Linked DNA regions of Mus musculus: regions 1, 3 and 4 are each linked to region 2. A link is a contact called in public Hi-C and HiChIP or PLAC-seq data. All regions are on one chromosome and are shown on one strand. Each heading gives the region's core, a stretch centred on a gene start, on an enhancer-like site or on the middle of the called end of the contact. The rest is flanking DNA. Distances are from core to core; before and after follow the strand shown. Region 1 has its middle 40 kb from the start of Gm35444. Region 2 has its middle 65 kb from the start of Gm35514. Region 3 has its middle 69 kb from the start of Gm26844. Region 4 has its middle 61 kb from the start of Gm35444.

The links. Hi-C and Micro-C count contacts between places; a contact is called where the count stands out from the background. HiChIP or PLAC-seq counts read pairs in DNA pulled down with a chosen protein or histone mark.
Region 1: a contact with region 2 is called in an H3K27ac HiChIP or PLAC-seq map of VIP interneurons, with 4 times the contacts expected there. The contact joins two enhancer-like sites. A contact is called at or near these places in 4 of 484 Hi-C or Micro-C datasets (cerebellum, myocytes and uterus), 1 of 115 datasets of contacts at active chromatin or transcription factors (VIP interneurons) and 1 of 9 other capture datasets (embryonic stem cells).
Region 3: a contact with region 2 is called in a Hi-C map of muscle stem cells, with 3 times the contacts expected there. The contact joins two enhancer-like sites. A contact is called at or near these places in 11 of 484 Hi-C or Micro-C datasets (cerebral cortex, cortical neurons, embryonic stem cells and 6 more) and 1 of 115 datasets of contacts at active chromatin or transcription factors (embryonic stem cells).
Region 4: a contact with region 2 is called in a Hi-C map of muscle stem cells, with 3 times the contacts expected there. The contact joins two enhancer-like sites. A contact is called at or near these places in 6 of 484 Hi-C or Micro-C datasets (cerebellum, muscle stem cells, nephron progenitors and 2 more).

What each region holds. Positions count from the first base shown.
Region 1 is chr13:69,250,437-69,253,795 of GRCm38.p6, forward strand. No RefSeq gene overlaps it. Among named protein-coding and RNA genes, the nearest start is that of Gm35444, 40 kb to the right of the region's middle. Within about 2 kb of position 2,090, at least 13 of the 459 cell types and tissues checked have an H3K27ac peak or open chromatin away from gene starts, as enhancers often do. A contact at or near this core is called in VIP interneurons, where this site is marked.
Region 2 is chr13:69,459,276-69,462,503 of GRCm38.p6, forward strand. No RefSeq gene overlaps it. Among named protein-coding and RNA genes, the nearest start is that of Gm35514, 65 kb to the left of the region's middle. Within about 2 kb of position 1,861, at least 9 of the 459 cell types and tissues checked have an H3K27ac peak or open chromatin away from gene starts, as enhancers often do. A contact at or near this core is called in VIP interneurons and muscle stem cells, where this site is marked.
Region 3 is chr13:69,207,925-69,211,564 of GRCm38.p6, forward strand. No RefSeq gene overlaps it. Among named protein-coding and RNA genes, the nearest start is that of Gm26844, 69 kb to the left of the region's middle. Within about 2 kb of position 2,052, at least 1 of the 459 cell types and tissues checked has an H3K27ac peak or open chromatin away from gene starts, as enhancers often do. A contact at or near this core is called in muscle stem cells, where this site is marked.
Region 4 is chr13:69,229,249-69,232,544 of GRCm38.p6, forward strand. No RefSeq gene overlaps it. Among named protein-coding and RNA genes, the nearest start is that of Gm35444, 61 kb to the right of the region's middle. Within about 2 kb of position 1,458, at least 2 of the 459 cell types and tissues checked have an H3K27ac peak or open chromatin away from gene starts, as enhancers often do. A contact at or near this core is called in muscle stem cells, where this site is marked.

The DNA of each region.
Region 1 (3,359 bases), core at 840-3,339, 210 kb before region 2:
ACACTGAACCACCAACCAGGCAGGATACACTAGCTGGTCCAAAGCCCCCATACATATACAGCACAGGACTGTCTGGTCTGGCCTCAATGAGAGAAGATGCACCTAACCCTCTAACTGAGAGATTTGAGGCCCCAGGGAATGAGGAGGTCTGGTGGGGTATGGGAGTGTGGGGGAGTGGGAGCGTGGGGGAGGACATCCTCTTGGAGATGGGAGGAGGGGAGAAGAGGAATGGGATGAGCAACTGTCAGAGGGCAGAATAGGAGGGGGATAATGACTGGAGTAATAAAAAAATAAAGATTAAATCTAATTTTTAAAAAATGCTGTGTCATGAAAATCTCTAGTTTGTCTTCCTGCCTGTTCTGTGTCATGAAAATCTCCAGTTTGTTTCCTGCCTGTGCTGTGTCCTTTCAACTGACAGTTCTCTGACTTCACCAAGAGGGACATCTGTGTGCCCCAGCCTTTCTTCCACACTTTGTCATTAGGATTCTGTGTCACAAAACATGAAACCTAAAATGTGTCTCCACAGCACTATGAAACTGGTGATTTATTTATTTTCTTTTCCCCAAGCCACTGAACCAAAACTACCAATTTTATTGTCCCTTAGCAATGCATAAGACAGAGCAAGAGGCCCGCGTCGCTTGTCTGATCCTACTGGGGAAAACATGAGAATCTGTCAAGGTTTGGTTTTCAAAGCACTTGAAGGAGCTGCACAGGGCCTTTAATTTTTGCCGAACTGCAGCTCAGAGTGATTGAAAGCCTGAGCTCTCCCTCTTCCCCTCTGCAGGCATCTCAGCTGTCTGGATTCACTGCTCTGCCAGAGAACACAGTGCCATTTTCATGAATACATTCTCATCTAGTTTCCACAGCGTCCCAGACAAAGGCCTGTTTTGCAGCCACCGAAAGGTTTCTAAATGTCTACTCCACTGAGTGTTTGACTTTCCCTTTCTTACTCTGTCTCATCTTGGGCAGTGTCACAGATGACTTGTCTACACTGGCAGGCCAAGGTGTTGACGCTGCTTAGACTCATCCCAAGGCTTCTGTTAATGGTATCGTAGACAACAGCCCAGGAGTCCACTGGAGAAGTGCTCTCATTTTACTACACGGGACCCAGCTATCTTCTTTGCCTCTGGGATAGGGAGCAGAGATTCCTATTCGTAAAGTGCTCAGCCTCAGACCTGAGGGACGATGCTACCACTCCCACAGAATTCCAAAATGCACCTTAAATCTCCCAAGTTCAAAACTCAGGAGCAAATGGTAGGTCACTACAGTGGCTCAGCAGGTAGACAATTGTGTCCGAGCTGGAGAATGCTAGCCAAATCTTGGGAACCCAATGGTAGAAAGATAACTCCTGAAAGCTGTCCTTAGACCTCCACACACAGGCCATAGCACATGAGCCACACACACATGTACACACACACACACGTACACAGAGAGAGAGAGAGAGAATATAAAACTTAATGCAAACATCATATTCCTATTAAGTGTTCAATACTAAGAAATCTGCCTTGCACCAACCACACAGACCTCATGCACCACAGCAGCACAAGCATCCACCTCACCTGGGAAATGCTCTGGCCTCGTGGAAACCTGAAATCCCAACCACCCGCTGAAAGAGCCGCCTCTGAGATGTTAAGAAATGTTACTTCAAGCAGCTTAAGGACCGTTGCTTATGTCACATTCAAGCACTGTAAAAGGATTGAATTTACAGGGAGGAGGACTACGAGTTTATTTCTAGACCCGCAAACACTCGTTTTAGACAACTCCCCCATCACATAAAGAAAAGGAACTGTCTTTGCCCCAGAGAGATTATATAGATGGTGAATGTGGTTGCTTTTCCTTTGAGAGCTACACTTAACCCAAGCAGATTCTCCTTGGAGTTAGATAGACACATAATGGAGCAGCCTTGAGTGAAACGATACCAGCACTAGGACACCATGCTGACGCTGGCGATGTTAGTCCACTGGCTTAGGGGGGTTGGTATCGGAGTCAGATTAATGCAGAGTGTGAGCTGGCACAAACAGCGCTTGGATCTCTGTGGCTCAGCAGACTCCATGTAGGTTCCATACTTGCATAAAATCCGACGCCACTTGGAAGCCGGCCAGCCTGGCCCTCCTCCAAGCCATCAAGTAGTGTCTGGTGTGGCAGTGGGATTGATGTGTTCTGCAGAGGAGAAAATTGAGAACGGCCATTACTGTGAAGGGGAAGAGGCTACAAAAGAGGCGAGGGCTGATGCAGGGCTTCTACACACTCCTGGCATTTGTGAACAGATCAGCCTCACTAGGTGTGCCCTCCCTGCAACCTTGAGTGGGCTGAATCAGACCTTGTCTGCCACAGTCGGCTATCCTACCTAGAGTGGAGTCTTCTGACCTAGGTAAAGTCTATTGTCCTGTCACATCTGCAGCTTCCTGCAAGAAGCCACTACCTGCTGAGCAGCTGAGCTTGTTTTCCTGACAAAGTGGGGGATAGGTTTCCCCCCTTTAAAAATTCAGACTCAAAAATTAAAGTTGAATCTTGATCAGAGAACTTTGTCTTGGCTCGTTATTTCTCTCACTGTCCTTCCCATCTACCCCCAGCTTTCCTTTCAGGAACCCAGTAACCCGTGGCCGCTGGTGGCTACAACCAGGCTGAGTATACGGGACACTCTACGCATTAGATACCATATCACCATGACGTTCTTCAAGACAATGTAAGGTGTCTCCAGCTGCCACCACCACAGGCACCTATGGGTATATCTTCCTCTTGTGTAAGGCACACAGAGGAGGCAGAGCACCATACACTTCAGATGCTCTCTATGTTATCCTTTGTCTCTGCAGCATGATGGCAGTGGATGATATTGGGTAGTGTAATGATGTCACGTGAACTACATCTCAACAGTACCTTTCTAGGCAGGACAGCATCCCATGGTGCCTCGGGGAGGTGGCTTTTATTCCCCTGTCATTAGGAGCCCCAACTTAACTCAAGACAGAGGCAGCATGGGTGGATGAAATTGCTGGTCACATTTCAGTCATCTGGCGGTGGTGGGAGCTACAGAGATTGTAGCTGGATTAAGTACTGCATGTGAGTGGTAAGAAATCAATAACCCTGAATGTCAACTGCCCCCGGTATATATCTTTGGAACTGGACCAAGTGGGCTTCATGAGAAATGTTAAAATGATCAATTCTTGAGCCTCACACATAGCAGTTCTGATGTATTAGTCCTGGCAAGTGGCCCAGGAAATTATTTCCAGCATATTTCTTCAAGTATTCTGCAAGGGATGGAGACTTCCAGGTCTCCCAACAGTGCCATGAGGACTCCTGTAGGATAAACCTTTGTGTGCTGAGTTTATATGGTAATAGTCTACAAGTAGTGACTGTGACTG
Region 2 (3,228 bases), core at 611-3,110:
CATGGAGAGATGTAGTGTCAGAATTACTCAGGTTAAGCTAGATGGCTGGCTGGGAGACTGTCCTAGCTAAAACGCCTAAGCTTTAAAATATGAACAAGCCTCTGTGTCATTTTTACCACCAGTGGGTCCAAAAGTCATGCTATAAGCCCAGATTCCCTTCAATAAATGAATGGACAAATAAAACATGGTACACACACACACAATAAAATTTTATTCAGCCGTAAAGAAATCTAAAATCATTATTAAGATGGGTAGACTGAAATCTATTATAATTTTAAAAAATAATACACATTCAGAAAGACAGATATTATGTAATAAGCATCTCACATGCCTATTCTGTATTTTAAATTTTATATTCATGTAGAAATTTGTGAGGGGGTATAAATCATTAAACTAGAAAAAGGGGCAGGAAAGAGGGAAAGGAAGATGTCAGGAAAGAGGGAAAGAAAGAGAGGGCAGGAAAATGAGTGTGGTAGGAAAGGGAAATGAAGCTACTGCTGGAGAGGCCCGGGATTTGAAGCTACTGCTGGAGGGGCCCCGGCTAGCAAAGCTGACATTAGAGATGGGGGAGGGGAAGAAGGCCGGGAGGGAAAGCCATCACTTAGTATGCTGTTTGGAACAAAAGTATATCATGTAATGTGTTGTTTATATTCAAATAAAACTGTGGCATGTTATAATAAATGAAAAGAAGTTAAGAAGTTGTCATTTAAAGAAGGCCTGCTGCAAATCACTTAATAGATAATGAATCCTGGGCTCACTCTAAACAATATGTAGTAATTGTAAACACTTTGGGAATATCTAAATTTAGGAAAGAGTTTCAGCTACTCCCCTCAACACTAAGTTTTAGATTTTCTTCAAAGGAAAACTGTTTCATTTCCAGAATGTAGAAACAATTAAAAGTCTCTTCTATTAATTACCTTCTAATTTGCAGTCTTGCGAAGTCACCATGGAGCTGCGCTGAGGCGATGGCGCCGCCTGGAGGCCAGTGGTGAAACTCTCTGACCTGAAGTCCCTGGTAGTGAGGCTAAGGGAACCATTTTCCTACAACTCATGGAAAATGCCACCCTTCTCCTTTCAACAATTCTTTCCAAGGAAGAATAACTTTCCCACCCACTTCTACTTACAAATAAAATATTAAGCTGCCTCTGTGCTTACAACTAATATCAAGGTGCCAAGGGGAAGACAGCTGGAAGTGATCTAGAAATATCACCCAACTGCCGACCTTCGAGGCCCCTTCCAAGAGACCCCAGAAACCCCATTTCCTAAGCTGTAAAACGTTGGTGCTTTGTCCCTAATCTATTTCTTAGTTGCTGTGGATGGAGTATCTTTACGTCTAAATGCCTTGTGTTCTTCTCAGAAGAGTCCAGAGGAGTTGTGCTTTGGGAAAAACAAAAACAAAAACTCGAAACCTCCCTGCCCCGTGAGTCCCACTCATGAGCCCCAAACACCTAGATCCCCAACCCCATAGTCCTCTGAGATCTCAGCCACTCCCGAGGGTCACTCCTGCCCAGGTGGGTTCCACACATGTCTCCTCATCAGTGAAGAGCAAGCTATGAGGACGGTCATATCCATCCACTCGAGACTCCTGGGTGTGGGCAGATGTCTGGAAGTGACGTGACGCCCAGACTTTCCTCTCCTTTCCAGAGCTTGGTGCATGAAATTCCCCCTAAAATAAAGTCACAGGTTAGCCAGGCGCCTTTTTTGGGTGAAGAGATCTTAGCTTGTGGGAGTAAGCGTGTCAGGTGTGAAGAACGACAGACACCTGTGAGCCCCCAGACAAGAGTGGAAACTGCAGAAAGGAAGAAAGTGCTCCAAAGCTCAGAGTCCAGCCGCTCACTGGCAGCCTGGGTAGAGAAATAGCGCCCCCCAGTGTCTCTGGTTTGCACCAACTGGGTTTCAGTTTTTGTTTGGTTTTCTCTCACGGTCCTGTGGTCTCTGTGTAGAAAAACGATTCACCCTTGTTCATATTGCAGCAGCTGACCTCAGGTACTTGTTCAAGAATTCTAAATTGCTTCCAGAAAACAGGATGAGCACACTCCAGTGTAGTGCCAGGGAAACAGTGACCCCCTCGCCCCCCCTCCCCCAAAAAAGAAAACCAGACAGAAGCCAATTTGATGCAACTCACAGCAGGGTCTTTATTCAAGCTAGCTCACCCCACACACACACCCCCAACGCACCGCTGTCACAGAGAAAGTTTTTTTGGGGAGGATCCCCGAATGTCTATAGGGCAAGACTTTATAGTAAGCAGCAAGCAGGGAGTACATGTGCAAGCATCTAATTGGAAAGCTCCTGTGGCCTTTAACATAATTGGTTGGTGCTGGGAGTCATATCATAAAGTTAACTTCTGCTCCCCTCTGCATTGGTGGTTGTTAGGCAAGGGGTGGGCTTGTAACCTGGGGGGGGGTGCAGGTTTGTTGGGGAAAAAACCTGGAGACCTCGGTCTTGTTGATGGTGTAACCTGGAAACGCTGGTCTTGTTGGAGATTAGCCTAGAGACTGGAGCTAGGCTCCGGTTTTGTTGGGTGGGGCAACTTGGAAACTAATGCTAGGTACCAGCCTGCTAGTTTACCTGAGTTCAAACTTAGGTTAGGTTCTCTAAAATGGAGTTTGAATTTAAAAGATTTGTCATTTCTCCAGTATGTCTCTCACCAGTGATTTCTCACGTGGCTTTTGGAGGTGATCAGTGGAACTTAAGAAAAGTTGAATTAAAGCATGCTAATAGTTACACACACACACACACACACACACACAAATGTCTGCCAGATGACCAGCAAGGCACAGAAGATGGGAGGCGTGCATGAAAACAAGGTATGTGTGGTCGGCTTGGCATGAGCTGTGTTTAGGCCCACTTCCCTGAGAGGTGACTGGGTGCAGATGTAAAATGGTGAGATCTTCTTCCCTGCTGTTCACATACCGAGCGAAGGCATCTCTGTGTTCCTCCCCACTCTTAGCCCCGTGGACACCCATGAAATCTCACATCCCACATGCAATCACACACAGCGATTGGTCCAGGGAGCATAGGATATGACAAGCTGACCAGCTCATTGGGAGGCATCCAGGTAAAGAAAGAAGAGATTAAAGCAGCCATGACATCTAGCTAGTGGCCTGTCACTCATGGCTGAGTCAGGTTATTCTCTTCCTGAACATAGGCACTTTCACGGAGCACAGTGACTGAGACACAGCAAGAGCATTCCACTGGCTGTGTAAGGACGGACTAAGAAAGGAGTTG
Region 3 (3,640 bases), core at 802-3,301, 250 kb before region 2:
CATGCTACTCATGTTGATTTAGTCAGTCCATAATGCCTACGCATTTCCACCAGTGTGCCGCACATGCTCATCAATGTCACATTTGTATACTGTGTGTAACATGTTATATACATGCATAACTCTGTCAGTTAAAAGATCTTCACAATGGTATTTTGTGTCTGAGTACTAGGCGGCTTTGTTCCCAGGAGGCTGGCTGTGTCCTGTTACACTAATTAGTCACTGATGCTTATCATGGGAGCTTAAGGGATCAAGTTCACAACTACCCTCATCTGGGGGGGGGCGGGGGGGCGGGGGGAGGAGTGCACCAACATTCCTCTGTCCAAGTTTTCCTTGCCGTCATAAAGGAGAAATAAAAGTGATGAACACAGCATTTAATGAAGAAATTAGGTTGACATTGCACGTGCAGGAGTTACTTTTTAATAGATAAACTCAGACCCCCTGAGGGGGAACAATCAGTTTAGAAAACTTAAGCTTGCTGCTTTATAGACTAGGAAAGTCTCTAGTAAAATAATGTCAGCTGCCAGAAGTTCTCAAAACTTCTCAGGAATTTCCATGGAAACTGTTGTACATCCCATAAAACTCTGTGGGGTGGAAAGCATCGAATGTGCGTCTCCACCTTTCCAGATGTGTGTCCATTTTTATCTCTGCATAAAGAACTGTTATGTTGTCCTTCTCCCCAAGCAACAAGGGCTCATGTAAAGTTGATTCCTCTCCTGAAGACAGCTGACCATCAGTAGCCACCTAATGAGCGGAGACACAACAGTGGTGCCCAGCCTTCCTAATGCCGCCACCCCTCGATGTAGTTCCTCATGTGGTTGGTGACCTCCAACCACAACATTATTTGTCTTACTGCTTCATAACTGTAAATTTGCTACTGTTATGAACTGTAACGTAAATATCTGATATGCAGATGGTTTTAGGCATCCCCTATAAAGGGGACATTCAACCTCACCACCTCCACAAAGGGTTGTGACCCACAGGCTGAGAATCATTGAATTAAAACAAGCCATATAGTGCGTTGCTCAAAAAGAAAACAGAAAATAAGAAATAAGTAATTATACACACATACAAACACCACACACACAAAAATCAAACAAAATCTATAGTCATATAATAAATGTGAATCCTGTTTCCTATTTGTGGTAGTGAATTTGAATTGTTAATTTGATTAGAGTAAGAAACACACAGGGAATTAATAAAATGCCATTCTGGATGTGCCTACGGAAGTGGGCTAGAGAGGGGTAAGTAGGCAGGAAGACGCACTCTTGAGTGTACATAGCAATATCTCATGATCTGGGTTCCTAAACTACACCAAAAGGGCTTAAAAAGAAGAAAGTCAGCTTTGCCAGGTCCTGACGGAGCCTTGACCAAGTCTTCCAAAGCAGCGAGTCTTCCCCACCAGGCACCTCTGTGCTGTAACCTGATATCTGTTTATAGTAATGAGAAAAGAAATATGTAATATTCAAAAGATGTGCAATATGCTAGTTGGAGAAGTAAAAACACCTTAGGATTCAAACCAAATTATTATTTTTAGTTCAAGATTTATGGATAAAAGAAATGAGAAAAAAATATAATTTTGGAAGAATACTTGTTGCTTAAAATGTAACTATAAAATATTAGTCAGTAGAATGAATTAAGATCCTGATAGAGATGTGTAAAATATGTAAAACTTGGTGATGAAAGTTTGTGTAAGATATAAAACATTTTTAAAGATGAGGCATGGAAGTATATTTCTCCATAAAATAACATAAAAACTATTCTATTTAGTTCATTTTTCTATTTTGAAATGTTGATCTGTTCTTTGTGGCTATCACTGTGAAAGTCAGATCACCCCTCCCTGAACACAAAAGCCATCTTTATCTTTTGCTCTCTGAATTAATTAGTGCTAAAAAGCCAAAAGGAAGAAGCCAGGAGATGGAAATAATGTCAGACAAATAGACAAACAACTGTATTTCTGATCCTTGGTTCCCATGAGTGTAGGGTGCCTCTTGCTTTATTCAACTTACTGCCTGTGTGAAATGTGTAATAAATTCTATTGGACGTCATTTGAGCTCCGTACGTATGAAATGCCAAATTTTTGCCAGGAGATGATTCACTAAATGAGAGTCATGGGGAAAGCACCTCTAAGTTTCTAAAAAAACAAGCGAGAAAGGTCTGTGATTTAATGACTCAGAAAAATTGATTTTTCAAGCAGCAATATATCAAAGTCCTGGTGTGAACCCTTTGTCTAATTTTAAACTTTCTTTCCACGGATGAATCAGTAAAGATGGCTGGCTATCAGATCGCAGATCTTGTCCTTCTACGTAAATGACGTGTTTGCTTTCTTACAGGCTACTGTGCAAAAATGAAATAACAAAGAATGAAGCTCGTTACTAAGTCCTCTGCACTGTGACCATGGCATTCTACGGAGGCACACAGGGCTTTAACCACCAACAATTTTGGTTTTTGTCTTCTGCATAGCTTTTACTTTTTTTTTAATACATGTAAACACACAATTGGGGTTTTTGTCAAATATATGAGTGTGTTTAATAATTCAAAATTTTTGATAGTCTTTATTTTACATTTTCCAAATAACTTTTTATTAAAGTATAGTTAAAACATTTCTCCCTCCTTCTCTTCCCTCCTTTCCCTCTTGTACCTCCCAGATTCACAGCATTCTCTTCTTTAAACATTGTTGTTACAGATACATATAAAAGAATATATACTATACAACCTCCTGTGTCCAGGCAGTGTTGCCTGCCTGTGCATATTTTTAGTGCTGACCGTATGGTCTGGAAAACAGACCAGGGGTCTCCTCCCTGGGAAGACTGTTTCCCCTCTCTCTGCAGTTGTTAATTGTTTCAGCTCTTAGTCTAGTGGGTGGGTCCTGTGAGGTTTCTCCCATTTATATTGGGATGTTAACTATTGTTGCAATTGCTAAAATAGATGTTTATGAAACAGAAAAAGAGTCGAGAGGTAAAAAGAAATGCAGCTGAAATGCAGTGGTGCTGTCCTAATTACCTAAATACAAGGACTACTTTGTATCACCTCCGAACACCTGCTGGAGACATCCATAGAGTAAAAAAATAAAATAAAATAAAATCCTGAACAAAATGTTACGGTTGGGCAGTGGTGACACATGCCTTTAATTCTAACACTTGGGAGGTAGAGCCAGGTGGATTTCTGAGTTTGAGGCCAGCCTAGTCTACAGAGTGAGTTCCAGGACAGCCAAGGCTACACAGAGAAACCCTGTCTCAAAAAACAAAACAAACAAACAAAAAAAAAAACAAAAAACAAAAAACAACAACAAAAAAGAACAGAATGTTACATTTTCTGACAATTTTTTTTTAAGATATGGGAGTTTATGAAAGAATACTGCTTAATACATACAGCTTGTTTTAACTGATAAGCAATGCTCACTAGAACTTTGTAGACATTTCTAAAGTTATTTAAAGTGCAGCAGTTGAAGAGTTAGCGAGAGTAGTGCATGGCGGAAAAATAACATCAATGCATTTTAAATAATAGGATGATTGAGTAAACAAAGCAGTAAACATGCACATATGGTGTGGCACCCTACATGCATATGTATGCTTGCTATTTAAGTGACACTGGTTACTGTTGACATTGGAATTGCTATCTGTGGATGCTTTTTAGCATCAAT
Region 4 (3,296 bases), core at 208-2,707, 230 kb before region 2:
GAGCAGTAGACATCTGCCCAAGTTGGGGCCTGTTTCTCTTACTCCAAAACTATCTTAACAACATTCAACTTGACAAGTGTAAGATCCTGGTCTATGTAGGTAATTTTTCATACAGCAATTCAAAGAATATTTCGAACACAGAGAAGTGAAGAATTATAGTGCTCATTCTGACTCTACGTCTACATCCTGTGGTCTTTGCCTTGAAATATATAGAGAGGATTTTGAGCCCTTTATATTTTTGCCTGCCAACCATGCAACTTTTCCTTTGTTTCTCTAGATAAATTTCAAAATTATAGAGTATCTGAGTGACTAAGTACTTCGGGCCAGTCTTCTGCACAGACTTTGTTCTAACTCTGGGCTTGCATCAGTGCCTCTCCTTTGTTCTGTCTTCAGCCTCCATAGATGGCCCTCAGAGAGAACTCCTGCATTCCGGCCACCATAGGCAGCTCCCAGCCACCCTGCACTACCACCCAGTTTCCATTTTGCCCTCTGGGTTTTACATTTATTTGTTTTCTAGATTTTTATCCTCCCCGTGGTGAGGGTGTGGAGGCTGTGGGTGCTTCATTTGCTGCCATATCCCTAGAAGCTGGACCAATGCCTGGGACAGAGCAGGTGCACGGTGCACATGCTATGAATGAATGAAGGGAATGAATGAATAAACAGATGATTTGCATCCATTTGAGAGAACAATGCTCTAACATCCTTTACAACAAAAAATTCCCCAAGAAAATGACACAAAACAGAACAAAGGCTGACCCCAATAATCCATCTGAACCCAAAAACTATTTGGATCGTGTCTATTTAAAGGGCCTGCGATTTAGAAAGGATCCATGCTGATTTTGAGATGTTTCTCCTTGCCTTAACTCTTTGGTGCAGGGAATTTGCCTGCAAGACAGTTGTCACATCCCATGTGGTTTCATTCACCATTATCTCATTGCAACCTGCTTGTTTGCTCTGCCCGGAGACAGGTCCTGTCCATGCGGCTTTGAAACAGACATAAAAGTGGATAAAGGTTGTAAAAGGCAACAGAAGCCACAAGACAATCTGTGTAAACCAGTAGGAAAAATAAACAACGCCAATTACAACAGTCATCAAAACCCATCAAAGACCACTGATTAGAGAGGTCAAAGGAAGAGTCTATGACCAGCAATGTCCCAGAGCACATCAGCAATGGTGGGAAAGAGAGCTCAGAGTTTGGAAAATGTGAGCAAGAGACACAACATGGCTGGGAGTAAATAGGGGTGTAAAAGGAAAGGCAGCTGCAACAAGCTGGAGTGCTGGGCATGATCCGGGGAGGACGTGAGAACGCTTGTAGGGACTCTGAAGTCACAGCTCCCACGAGGAGATGATATCACATTTTAGGGATGGTGGAATTTGAAACTCTTGGCTGTATGGCTCATTCCTAATTTCCATTGGGGCATCTTCGTGGAAGTAATGGCCAGCTGCAGCCAGCACTCGTGCTGGCGAGAGGGTGCTTTGGGACTCTAGGCGGTGCTAATTGAGCCTCAATTGAGGGTAGATTGTCTTCAGCTTCCGCTGAAGACAGTGTGTGGGCACTGATGAGTAGTGGAACAAGCATGAGCAGTTATGGTAAGGACACAGCATTGGGGAGGAGAGGGATGACCGCCAATCATCTGATTTTGAGAGTAATTACAAGTTCCCACTCAAAGTAACACTATAGCCTTACATTCAGGAAATAACATTTTTTTCCCATAGTGGCATGACATGTCAAGAAAGAATCCAAATAGTTCACGAGCATGAAGAACAGGCACATTTTGGATGCCCTATTACCGGGGTCACAAAAATGAATAGTATTGTTACTAAATTCCTCTTGTTAGGGTATAATTTAGGGTGAAATTGAAAGTTCCAGACTTGTGTCAAGAATCCTGTGTGTCACGTACAAGAACTTACTTTAACAGAAGAGCTTAGGAGCCTACTTGGTTCATTTAATTAAGCTCAGGCACAAACCCAATGTTTGTAGCCTTCGTCAGCCCCTTTTGTGTCAAGGACCCTGTTCTGAAAGTTTTTAAAACCTTCAGGAGGGAGAGCCTTCCTGCACAAAATGGGGAAGGCTTGTGGTTGTATAAGCTGATCACACTTTCTGTAGACAGATAACCAATATAGATTGTGATGTGACCAGCTGGCACTCCCCACCCCACCCCCTTTCCCCATCCTGCTGTTGTGCTGTGCTTTTCCCACCATGGCAGACTATCTTCTCCTGGAACTGCAAGCCGCAACAAACCTTTTCTTTCTTAAACTGTGTCTCGTCAGGCATTTGGTCACAACAGTGAGAAAACAAACTAACACAAGAACTGAATGGCATTGCTCATTGCCTCCCCCAAGCTCACAGACAGATGCTCAGATCTGTGCATCAGAAGTGCAAGAGAGAATTTCTGTTTGAGAATTTAAGGGTGATGATTAGCAAGACCTGCTCCTACCAGATCCCAGGGCATTTTTCCCTATTCCTTCCCAGTCATGGTGCTACATGTTAACGGTGTGTGTAGTGTCCTTTAAGCTCCCTTTAAGCTCCACAGGGACAGGTGAGGGCCTCCTCAGTACCACACCACTGAGCTCAATGCTTAGCATCCAAGAGTCTTGATCAATCCAGGGTCATAGAGTACAGCATCGTGCACATGGGCTTCACACTGAAGGAATGTGAAGCATCATAACAGCTGGACAATAACTCAGTAGGACATTAGACAGACATCTCAGGCTAAAATTGGAACCCCCTGAACCTCTAGGGCTAGTGAGGCAAATTAGACTGTGGTTGGAAAGGTGTCTAACGTAACGCCTGGTATGCAGGTGCCTCTGAGACTTCGGAAGCAGGACTTTGCTGCCCCGTTCTAAGGAAAGTCCATGAATGGACTACCTTTAAATACCACATGCTTCCCCCTCTGCCACAACCCTTAGCACTAAGGAATCATTAAGTCATCACTAAGTCCATCTCAGGCCTCAGGTTTTCCATAAACACCAGGGTGCAGTGTTCCCAAGGCCGCCTTCCTGGGAAGAAGATATCCAAAGTTCACGTATCAAGGACAGAACAGCAAATTACAGAATGTTGATGGTAGTACGAAACCAAGGCATCCCCAGCTCCCTGGGAAACCCAGAAATTAAGAAACAGAAGTAGGCCCATTCTCTGTTCTTCACAAAAGGCCCTTAGGGAAGGCATCTCCTCAATCTATATAAACTGTAAAGAGTCCTAAATCTCCATTCTGAGATGTACCCAAGAGCATTCTGGGAGCTGTGCTCACATTAATCAACTCACCGGTGCAGAGTTCTTTAGAGAGTGTATGTCT